Regions from separate parts of the Sus scrofa genome. Here all the other regions are linked to region 1. A link is a contact called in public Hi-C and HiChIP or PLAC-seq data. All regions are on one chromosome and are shown on one strand. Each heading gives the region's core, a stretch centred on a gene start, on an enhancer-like site or on the middle of the called end of the contact. The rest is flanking DNA. Distances are from core to core; before and after follow the strand shown.

The links. A called contact is a pair of places that touch in the nucleus more often than the background predicts. HiChIP or PLAC-seq counts read pairs in DNA pulled down with a chosen protein or histone mark.
Region 2: a contact with region 1 is called in an H3K27ac HiChIP or PLAC-seq map of alveolar macrophages. The contact joins the promoter of PINLYP here to the promoter of ZNF428 in region 1. A contact is called at or near these places in 2 of 2 datasets of contacts at active chromatin or transcription factors (alveolar macrophages and skeletal muscle).
Region 3: a contact with region 1 is called in a Hi-C map of mesenteric adipose tissue, with 2.0 times the contacts expected there. The contact joins the promoter of LOC106507601 here to the promoter of ZNF428 in region 1. A contact is called at or near these places in 1 of 47 Hi-C or Micro-C datasets (mesenteric adipose tissue) and 1 of 2 datasets of contacts at active chromatin or transcription factors (alveolar macrophages).

What each region holds. Positions count from the first base shown.
Region 1 is chr6:50,458,219-50,461,759 of Sscrofa11.1, reverse strand. ZNF428 (zinc finger protein 428) reads left to right here and starts at 2,084. Exons shown (of 4, transcript XM_021094479.1): 1 at 2,084-2,402. The coding sequence starts at 2,282.
Region 2 is chr6:50,424,389-50,428,357 of Sscrofa11.1, reverse strand. PINLYP (phospholipase A2 inhibitor and Ly6/PLAUR domain-containing protein) reads right to left here and starts at 1,807. Exons shown (of 5, transcript XM_021097545.1): 1 at 1,503-1,807; 2 at 1,468-1,501; 3 at 1,394-1,466. The coding sequence starts at 1,690. XRCC1 (DNA repair protein XRCC1) reads left to right here and starts at 2,628. Exons shown (of 17, transcript XM_013988646.2): 1 at 2,628-2,804; 2 at 3,675-3,767. The coding sequence starts at 2,754.
Region 3 is chr6:50,502,553-50,505,967 of Sscrofa11.1, reverse strand. It overlaps LOC106507601, which reads right to left and starts at 1,574. Exons shown (of 7, transcript XM_021094484.1): 1 at 899-1,574. PLAUR (urokinase plasminogen activator surface receptor) reads left to right here and starts at 515. Exons shown (of 7, transcript XM_003127198.5): 1 at 515-698; 2 at 2,592-2,702. The coding sequence starts at 650.

The sequences.
Region 1 (3,541 bases), core at 835-3,334:
CATCCATTCATCTAAATTTAAGACGAGTGATTCTAATTTTCGATCAAGAATATATTAACCTTACTTTGTGCCAGCTGTTGCTAAAAGGGTTGGAGATGCCATGATGAATACAATAGGCAAAAGTTAGGTGTTCCAGACAGCTTAGCATTAATCTCAAACTAAGGACCCAAAGTGAAAAAGGGTAACTCCAGTCTTACCTTCACAAAGCTTTCACGAGGGAAACAGGAAGCAAAAAAACTTAATATCAAATTGCCATAAGTACTATTAAGATGAAGTACAGACGGAGTTCAGTTGTGGTGCAGCGCTGACTAGGAACCATGAGGTTGCAGGTTTGATCCCTGACCTTGCTCAGTGGGTTAAGGATCCGGTGTTGCCAGGGCTGTGGTGTAGGCCGGCGGCTACAACTCCGATTAGACCCCTAGCCTGGGAACCTCCATATGCCGCGGGTGCGGCTCTCAAAAGACAAAAAGACAAAAAAAAGGCAAAGTACAGAGTAAGGGGGTGGGGAGGTACTATTATAACTTGCTATTATGGAAAACATCAAACATACAGAAGTTTGCAGGATAATGAAGTTCCATACACTTGTCACCCCAGCTTGAACAACCATCAGCTCACCACCAATCCTGCTTTATCCGCAACCCATTCACTTCTCTAAAGCCAATTTGGAGGTGCTAGCTTAGATCAGGGAAAGCCTGTCAGATTGACATCTGTGCCAAGATATGAATGATGAGCACAAGAGTAGCTATTAGAAGGTCGGGAGGCAAAGCATTTTCAGGCAAGAACAGCAAGGGCAAAGGCCTGATATGGTAAAGAGATCGGGGTGTTTGAGGGGGAAGTGGAGCTAGATAGGCTCTGATAAAGAAAGGCTGGTGAAGCCAGAGATAAGCAAGATTAGACCACGTGTACAGCCTCTGGACCATAATAAAGGGTTTGGATTTTTAAGTGGTGGGATCTCACTGGACAGTTTTAAACTGGAATGTGAGTCACTTCCAGGAAGCCTGGAACGCAGCAGTAAAATCTGAGCTCTTAATGTCACCTGTGAGACTTTCCTCTCTCTAACTCTGTTCCGGGCATACTAAACTGCTTTCGAGTCAAATCTTGCGATTTTTTTTTTTTTTTTTTTTTTTTTGCCTTTAGGCCTTTACTCTTGCTATTCCATCGCCAGAAAGACTCCCTGGGGCAGGCGCCACCTCTGGTTCCCAGTTTCCTCTGTTCAACTTAACCCCCAGTCTGACTACTCTGGCTTGTGGTTCTGATTATGTGTGACCCTCCTTCCTTTGATTCGAGGGCCAGGGAGGCAGAGGCCGAGTATGTTCACTGAAGAAACCACAGTGCCCAGGGCCTGACATAAAAGAGAGCAATAAATATTTATCTTGGTTGTGGGGTGAGGGTTGATAAGGGTCAGTAAGGGTCTTGTCCCTTGTGCCACCTCTCCGGATGCAAACTAATCCTGACTAATCTAAACTCACGCTACCCACTTCGCGCTAGTCCACAGCCCCTGTGCGCATGCGCTACGGTCAGGCGCAGCGCCCCCCACCCCCTATGCTCCGCATATGCTGATCACTGCGCTCCGGAGTAAGGCCCCTCAGGAGAATATGCAAATCAACCTTGCCAGCGCCAGAGGCCTCCCCTGGTCCCGTGCTAAGATTATGCAAATGAGCAAGCCTCAGGTCCAGGATCCTGGCCGAGCTGGCAGCCCCCCACCCGCAGAAAATCCCATTTTGCGCCTTAGGCGCGTTCAGGCTCGCTCACGCAGGCGCGAGGCTTGCAGCTTCTAGTTCCGTCCGGCAGCGGACTGTACCAAGTAAGCCCGGACAGCGAGGGGCAAAGCCCAGAACCCTCGGCGCGAGGTTCGTCGATTGCCCAACTCAGAAAGCCCCTCTTCCCACTGTGCGACAGGAATGGTCTATCTCGCCGCGCAAGCGCCCTAGGCTCTTCACGCCCCTTGCACGCCCTCCTACCCACTTGCGGCGCAGGCGCAAAGCCTGGGCGTGCAGCCGCTGCCGCCGAGCCGGAGCTGGGGGCCGCCAGCGCGGGTGAGTGTACGGGATGGAGGTGCGCGGGGCATGCTGGGAGGCGGGCGCTACGGCACCGCTGCATGATGGGAGTGACGGCTCCCGTCACCGAGGAGCCACCCGCGGTCGTCAGCGGCCGTGATGGCCTGAGGGCGAGACCCGGGCTCCCTTTTCTCCTCCGACGAGGCTTCGTGCTGCCCTGGGGCATCCTGGGAAGACGGGATGGCCTGCCCTAAAGCATTGTGGGAGTTTGTTTGCTAGTCGTTATGGGCCTGGTGCATTCTGGGATTATCCTAGTATCTTGTGGGGAAGACGTCCCTTTTGTCACACACCTTCCGCTGAGCATCCTGGAAACTTGGAGTGCTTCGACGAAGAGCGCATTGGAAGGTGGTCATTATAGGCCCCATACATCCTAGGGGAAATTTCTGCAACAGCAGGGCATTGTGGGGAATGGTCCTTATATTCCTGTTTAAGATTTTGCTCTTGCCTTCTTGTCCTAGCTTTGTGGGAATGGATGCCTATTATGTTAACGCATGGCATCTTGGGAGGTGGTTGCTGTAGGCTCAGGACATTGTTGGGTCTTGGTACTGTGTTTGCATCATGGTGGTGAGAGAGCCTCATTTATGCCCCTCTAAAATCGTGGAAGCCAGTCTGGCCGCCATATTCATTGTAGGAATGGAACTTGGGCACCAAGGAATGCCTCCACCTGACATCTGGAGTACTCTGGAAGGGGCTTTGTGTGATGTGGGCTTGGGGAAAGGTAGGCTAGACTGGAGAGCAATGTTTCCTGGCAATCCAATAGGAAGTTTTGTCCGTGCTGTGTGGTTTGTTGCCAGTTAAAATATAGAACATCCAGTTAAATTTGCGTTTAGATAAAGAATTGTTTAATACACCTATGTCCCATGCAATATTTGGAATGGACATTTCTGAAAGACTTTATCTGAAATGCAAATTTAACTGGGCATAGTATATTTTTATTTACTAAATCTGGCAAGCTTATCCTGCCATAAAGTAGAATTCCCAAATTAAATGGGGCCCTATAGGCCATAGGGTATTATGAGAACCCTCCTGTGCCAGTTATGAATCCTCTCTGTCTTTAAAGCCCAGCCCAGGTGTCATTAAAAAGCTTACCTGCCATTGATGCCAGCTTTCCCATGCCCCAGCTTCCTCCAGGCTTCAATCCTAATCTTTTTCTCTTTAGTCCCTAGCATTAAACTTGCCCTCTAGATTTTGAAGGGATCATCTACCTTCCATCATATTACCCAGTGCCCAGCACAGGCCATGGCATGTAAGAGGTGCAGCTAAGACTGCTAGCCCCTTCATAACTTGCTCTGCCTGGCTCTCTACTGTCAGCGAGCGCAGTGGGAGACAAAAGAAGCTGTGTGTGTGTAGGGAGTATTGCTGAAGGAGAGGCGTCAGAGAAGGCTTCTTGGAAGAAGCAGAGGTGGTATTTGGGTGGGCAGAAGTACAGAGGTTCTTGTGTTTGAGGTGGGCTTTGGAGGGGAGTAAGCGTTCTCCAGACAGAC
Region 2 (3,969 bases), core at 558-3,057, 33 kb after region 1:
CTAAGAAAGTCTTTCTGTCCGCTCCTCCCCCCATCTTCTGCTTGGGAGCCTCATTTTCAGAAAGCGATGACAATGGCGGTTGTGGTCTTCCCATCAGCATCCTCGCTCTGTCCACCTTGGATTATCTTTCCCTCTTCCTGCCCGCTCACCACGCAAAGGTTCCTCCCAGTGCGCATGTGCTCCCCTGAAGGCACCCCCCCCCCGCCCCCCGGATCTGACTCTGCCCCTGCCCTCTTACTTCTGACGTCTCAGCCGCCCGGACCACGCATGAGTCCCGGTCGGCGTCGCAAGTCCTCACATCTCCACCGCAGGTGAGTCGGAGCCTGTACACACCTCACAGCCTCCAGATCGTTCATGGGCGGGGCACTGACCTCTGTCCAGGGAACTGTCTGAAGCTCTTGCAGGGACGGGAAGCGACTCTACCTGGGGCAAGTTTCCCAAACTACAAGGCTGGGGGCTTTGGACGCTAGGGTCCTTGGAGAAAGCTTGGGAACTGGGATGGGGAGTGGGGGAGCTGGGGAAGAAGATTTGCATGGACTTTTGTGAACCTTCGGATCCAAGTGGTTCTCAGATGTGGGCCTCTTCCTTTTAGTTACCCTCCGTAGGTCTGCACCCCCAGTCAAGAAGGAGGGGTGAGGGCCAGGAGGGCAAGGGCATGGACCCCTTGGTCGTGAGAGAGGAGGCAACTAGGGGCCCAGACACCTGGGTCCTCAGGAAGGTGGAGTTTTCTTGAACTCCTGCATCTAAGAGAGAAGGGGATTGGGGACCAGAACTCCGTAGAGTCCTGAGAGAAAGGAAATCTCTCCCTTTCCAACCATTAAAAAAAAAAAAAAAAAATTCCCTTTCTGGTCATACTCTGATCTGATTTTCTAGAATTCAAATGGGTCTTAATTTATTTTTGGGGGTCTTTTTAGGGCCACACCCGAGGCATATGGAAGCTCCCAGGCTAGGAGTTGAATCAGAACTGCAGCTGAGGCCTGTGCCACAGCCACAGCAGTGCCAGATCCGAGCCACATCTTCAACCTACACCGCAGCTCGAAACAACACCAGAATCCTTAACCCACTGAGCAAGGCCAGGGATCAAACCTGCATCCTCATGGATACTAATTGGGTTCTTAACCTGCTGAGCCACAACGGGAACTCCCCAGATACCTTATTTTGAGTGCCTTCCCCCAGGGATCAGAGGATTCAGAGCCCACCCACCCCCACTCCTTTCTCAGGGATTCAAATGCAAGTTTTTGAGCTATTCCTCCTCTGGGATCCCAAGCTTTCTCTCCTTTACCCTCTGCTTTCACCATGAATCTGAATTTTCGGACTCTTTCCCCCTGGAGGACCTTGCTGAATGCTGTCAGTCTTCTTTCCTGGAGTCCCAGAAGTCCAGGCCCCTAGTCACCCAGACCCAGGAGGGTGCAGAGCAGGGCAGAGGCCAGCAGGAAGGTCTCAGGTTTCACGGAAGTCCTCATGTTGGGTGAGTGAGCCTGCAGTTCCAGGACCCCAGCTCATGGGAAACTGAGGAGGGGTGGGTCTGGACACAACTTACCCCTAGGGTGAAAAGTGGCTGATGTGTAAGATCTGGGGGCAGGCCTCTGCACCTCTGGGTAGGAGAAACAGAACCAGAATCCAAAAGGGACATGGGCATCTGGTGCCCAGCCCCCTCCTCCGCCCGGACCCCAGGAGTCTGGGCCTCCATCGCCTTTCTTCCATCAGGACTCAGACGGGCACTTCCCTCTTTTTTCCCTTTCCCACCGATCCTTCCCCGACCTTTTATTTTCTGGCCTGAAGCCCAAGATCAGAATCTGGACATTAGATTCCCTGTAGGATAGAGCGGCTGGAAGGACTGAGATGCCCTCTCCCTTCTCTCTCTCTTCCCAGGGAGGTCCTCAGCGTGGGCGGGGCCCTAGCTGGGAGCGCCCACCTTGTCCAGGCTCGTTCTGCAGAGGCGCCGGCGCCTAGTCTCCCTTCCTTTCTTGGCACGCTTGGTTCATACTCCCTTTTCTGTGTTAAGGCTCTCTCCAGCTCCAACCCCACCCGAAGATGCGCTTCTGGGTCTCGTGGGGACCGAACAGATGGGTGCCTGTCAACCGGCAGGGATGGGCGTGTTACGAGACGGATGCCCACAGGTCATATTGGACAACTGAGGCAGGGTTGGGAGCCGTCGAGGCTGCTTGTGTGTCTGCCTTGGGCACGTGCTTTGGGTTTTATTTAGGTCCTTTACCCACTCTCTCTTGGCCTCAGGCATAACTTTCAAAGGTCCGAGATTTTTTTTCCTTGTGTGTTGGGCGGGGCGGGGGAGCGGCGGCAAGGGAGTAGCCAGCAACCGCTGAGGGGATCCGGTTGCAGATCCCTGCAAAGATCTGCTCAGGTTTGCTGCCCTCTTGCTTTTCGGGCTTCAGTTTGGGCGGTGAGGATGGCGAATTTCTTCTGGGTCCCACTACCCGAGGCCGTTCGGGTAGCAAGACTCTCTCTCCGAACGCTGGGTGTGAACGTCACTGGGAGGAGGGGCTAGAGAGCTGTTTGGCCTGAGGGAGGCGGGAACAGCTCGTTCGTTGCTAGGGAACAGCGCCTCTGGCCTCTGGCTGGAGAGACGCACTGGGCTTGCGCAGTGTTGACGCGACCTCCGGCGCGCCGCTGTTTGAAAGGCCCGAGCCTCGCGCGCTTGCGCAGTTAAGCCCGCGCAGGGAGCACCCCCTGTCCGCCCCCTAAACTCAGACCCTCCTGCGTCTTTCTGGCCAGGCGAAGCCCACGGCGCTGACATGCCGGAGATCCGCCTCCGCCATGTGGTGTCCTGCAGTAGCCAGGACTCGGTGAGGGACTGGCGTGGGGGGAGGTTGGAAGAAGTAAAGGAAATCGTGAGGGGTCTCTATGAGAACTTTTGGAGTCTAAAAGGTGTTGAAGAGAAATCAGCATCTGGGCTGCAAAGAACAACGAACTTTATTTGGAGTCTTAGGAATTGCAATTCGAGAGATATAGATTCCCATAAAGCTGAAAGAGGGTTGGGAAAGAGAGTCAGGAGCTTATGAGGACGAAGGCTCGTTAGGTTGAAGTTGTCTGGAGAGAACTGTAGTTGACTCTGAAACAAGTAAGGAAACATTTAGCTTTAAAGAATAGGCTGTCATGAGTTACTTTAGGGTAAGGGAGCCATAAATAGATAGGCTGGCATGAGTTATTTACCGAGAAGGTTGGATTAGTATCTTGAGTTTCTAGCAGATGTTTTGGATATCTGTGTTAATGCAGTAAGCGGTCACAAGGTCAGGTTCCGTCCAGGCTGAGACCTGCATGGGCACAGTTCCTCAGTGGCCTCCCAGCTCCATTTTAGCGAGCTCTCTTAGCAAAACGGACTTCATTTTGATTTTCCTTTCAAAAAGGAACTTCTGGGGATTCTAAGGAGGCCACGGGGGAATTTCCTGGCAGCCGTAAGGGAATTCTGGGAGAGAAGTGGAATAGGAGGCCTTCTGGGCATCTATGGAACTTCCAGAGAGGAGAGGAGGGAGTGGGGAGCTTCCTTAATTTCCAGGAGAAAGTGCTGTAGGGGACTCAAGGCAGAGTGTGGGGAATTAATTGGGAAACTTAAATCTGGGGGATTTCAGCGGGCTTGGGAGGACTCAAAGGAATAATCTGAGAGCTGGGGAACTAGCTGGCATCTCAAACTCTCCCTTTCCCACTCTTCTCTCCAGACCCACTGTGCAGAAAACCTTCTCAAGGCAGACACTTATCGAAAATGGCGTGCAGCCAAGGCGGGCGAGAAGACCATCTCTGTGGTTCTCCAGGTGATCCTGCCCTCCCCCCTCTCCTCCATAGGAGTCTGGAGACCCAGGTCTGGACTCTGCTCTTGAGTTAACTGGCAGTGAGTTGAGACACTTCCCCTTTGGACCTCAGCTTCCTCACCTGGAAAGTGAGCAATGTGATCCCTTTGCCCCTTAGCACAGGAGAAAGGTGATCCGGGGCCCAGGCCAGGGATGACTGTAGGAA
Region 3 (3,415 bases), core at 325-2,824, 45 kb before region 1:
TAAATGCAGACACCACTGTCTTTCAACTTCTAACACAACTTATCACAGTGGCAGGGGATGACATGGCTTACTCAGTGAGCATCTGTAAAATATAAGAATAATTTTCCCACATAACCACAAAGCCACTGTCATAACTTTTTGGCTTTTCTACTTTTTTGGCTAAAGTGTTTTAAGGTAAATTGGAGATGTTATTTCATCCCCAAATACTTCAGCGTACGGCTCTAAATGATAAAGACATTTCTCACATAACCACGATACCGTTATCCTTCCCAACAAGACTAAGGAAAGCCTTGTATTATCTAATAATCAGCTGCAGATTTGCTATCGCAAAAAAAAGTTTTAATCCGAGGTGTGAGGTCCTTTGCCCAAAGTCCCATGGCAGGAAGAGAACTGGAATTTGCACCCAGGCAGTGTGGGGACAACTGTGACTACGGCCAGCATGAGTCAGAGTAGAGCCAGCCCCCCACCCCGGGCTGGCCGCGCCCTGGTAAGGGAAATTTTTGAGGAAGAGGGGGGTGCCCCACGCATCTGGAGCTGACTCCTTCTTTCGCAAAACGTTGGGAGGAGCCCCCGGAGCCACAAAACCGTCTCCTTCCTGGGGCCAGACTGAGAAGTGCAGGGAGACGGCAAACAGGAGCCGCTGCCGGACATGGGCTGCCCCTTGCTGCTGCTGCTCTTGGTTCAGATCTGCGTTCCAGGTAGGGGCTGGGTGCCTGAACCCCTGCTCCGGGGACCAGGACCGATGGCGGGGGAGGGAGAGGGAGGGGAGGGGAGGGGAAAAGAGCTCAAAGTCTGATGAGTTGGAAGAGGAGGTCTTAGCATCCAGCTTCCCCCCCACCCCGACCCCACTCTCATGCTCAAATAATTCTGCTATCTGCAGCCCCACACGGCACAGTACCTGGCAACCAGTAGATGCTCAGGAAATATTAGTTGAATAAAGGCACTTGACTTCTGCCACCATTTGGCGAGTGCGTTCTTGATTCCAGGCACTCTTCTAAACTCCTTCCTTGCAATTTCCAACTGGGCGGGCAGTAACTATTTTAACTCCGTTTCACAAAGAAGAAAATAGGCACAGAGAGGTTAAGAAACTGGCCTGAGGTCACACAGCACTCCATGAATAAGTGGGATTCTGACCCCGTAGGGGCGTCTCACAGCCCTCTCTTCTCCCCCCTCCACACACACACGCACACACACACGCACACACACTTGAAAGAGAGAGGACAGCGCCTCATTTTACAAAAGGTCTAAAGAGAGGCTGAGCGTCGCAGAGCCAGGGTTCGGGGACCCAGAACTTGTCCTTCGAGGAGCCTTTACTGTTTTCAAGCCGACAAGACCCTCTCAACTCCTTTCCCCGGAAAATGTAAAAAGTGTTGAAAAACGAAAGGAAATTGGGAAGGAACTGTCAGGGCGGGGCGGGAGTAGGGGTGGGGGTTGGGAAGTGGTTTAGTAATGAATACCTCGGAAAGCCTTCCGGACCGCGGGAGGCCTAGAATGAGTAATGACTCGGGGCAACTCGGAATTTGGAATGGGGAAGGGACCGCAGTGGGGGTCCGGGGAAGGGATAGGCCTTGGGGGCGGGGGCTAGTGGGGCGGGGGTTATGCTGTGGGGGCGGAGATGGTGGGCGGGGTTAGAAAGTCGGGGCGGAGCTAGTGGGCGTCGTTGGGACGTCGGTGGGCGGGGCTAACATCTCCGGAGCAGCTAGTGGGCGGGAGGAACTCTTCCCCCCTTGGCTCTGTCAGTTGCGGTTAAACTCTCCACAGGTCTGATAGGCGAAGTTAAAAGTTTTCTTGGATTGCTGGATGGGGAGAGAACGCTGAAGAGAGGCCCCGGAGGGGAGGAGAATTTGTGTGTGTGGGCGTCGTGGGGGGGCACCGGGAGCCGGGGTAGAAAGTAAAAATCCGGAGTTCCCATCGTGGCGCAGTGGTTAACGAATCCGACCAGGAACCATGGGGTTGCGGGTTCGATCCCTGCCCTTGCTCAGTGGGTCGAGGTTCCGGCGTTGCCGTGAGCTGTGGTGTAGGTCGCAGACGCGGCTCGGATCCCGCGTTGCTGTGGCTCTGGCGTAGGCTGGCAGCTACAGCTCCGATTCGACCCCCTAGCCGGGGAACCTCCATGTGCCGCAGGAGCGGCCCAAGAAATAGCAAAAAAATGACAAAAAAAAAAAAAAAAAAAAGAAAGAAAGTAAAAATCCGCTGGTGTCGGTGAGGGTAAACACCCCTAGAAGAGCTCTCGAGGCCAAACAGACCGAAGGCGGGCGGGGTGGAGGAAAGGACCTAAAAGGGAGCTGGGCTAGAACGTCCACACGCGCAGAGACATTGGGGTATCAGACTTTCAGGATGGGCCCGGCGCCGACAGAATTAAAGGGGAAATGAGCGAGAGCAGGGCCTTGGAAGGACCTGTAGTCGGGGAAAGGTCTTCAGGGTAGAGCGCGGGGTTAGGACGTTGGCCTAAAGATAGGCTCGAAGTACAGCTGGCTGGAACCCCGGGGCGGGCACGAGGCCTGGAGACTTGGTCCCAGGTGTTAGGGCTTAAGGAGGCGAGAGGGGGATCCTGGTGCTGAGAAATAACACTCTCCTTCCCTCTGCCCCAGCCTCCTGGGGCCTGCAATGCATGCTCTGCAAGAGGACCGGGAATTGCAAAGTGGAAGAATGTGCCCCTGGCCAGGACTTCTGCAGGACCACGATCCTGCACACCAGGGAAGGTGAGCTCCCCCAGTGCCCCCACCACCACCTCCAGGCAGGGAATGCGAATGCGAGTGACTGAAAAACCTTATCTAGCAAAAAATCAGGGAAATGCGCACCAAAAAGACAATGAGACTCAAGACCCACCAGGTTGACAAGCATTTAAAAATCTGACAAGGGAAGTTCCCATCGAGGCCCAGCAGAAACGAACCCAACTAGGATCCATGAGGTGTGGTTTGATCCCTGGCCTCGCCCAGTGGGTTAAGGATCTGGCCTTTCCTTGAGCTGTGGTGTAGGTCAGAGAGGAAGCTCAGATCCGGATTTGCTGTGACTGTGGTGTAGGCCGGCAGCTACAGCTCTGATTTGACCCCTAGTCTGCGAACTTCTACATGCCGGCGGTGTGGCCCTAAAAAGACCAAAAAAAAAAAAAAAAAAAAAGTTCTTAACAGTATGTTTGTGATATGAAAAACAGGAAAGAACCTGAAGTCAGTGGTCAGCAGAGGAGAAACATGGCATAGTCACATATTATAACCCACCGCAGCTTAAAGGAAGGAACTAAGGTTCCAAGTATTAACATGGATACATCTCAAGTCTGTGGCGCACCAGACTGTGTCTAAATAAGAAACTTAAGATTGAGGAGTTCCCGTCATGGCGCAGTGGTTAACGAATCCGACTAGGAACCATGAGGTTGCAGGTTCGGTCCCTGCCCTTGCTTAGTGGGTTAACGATCCAG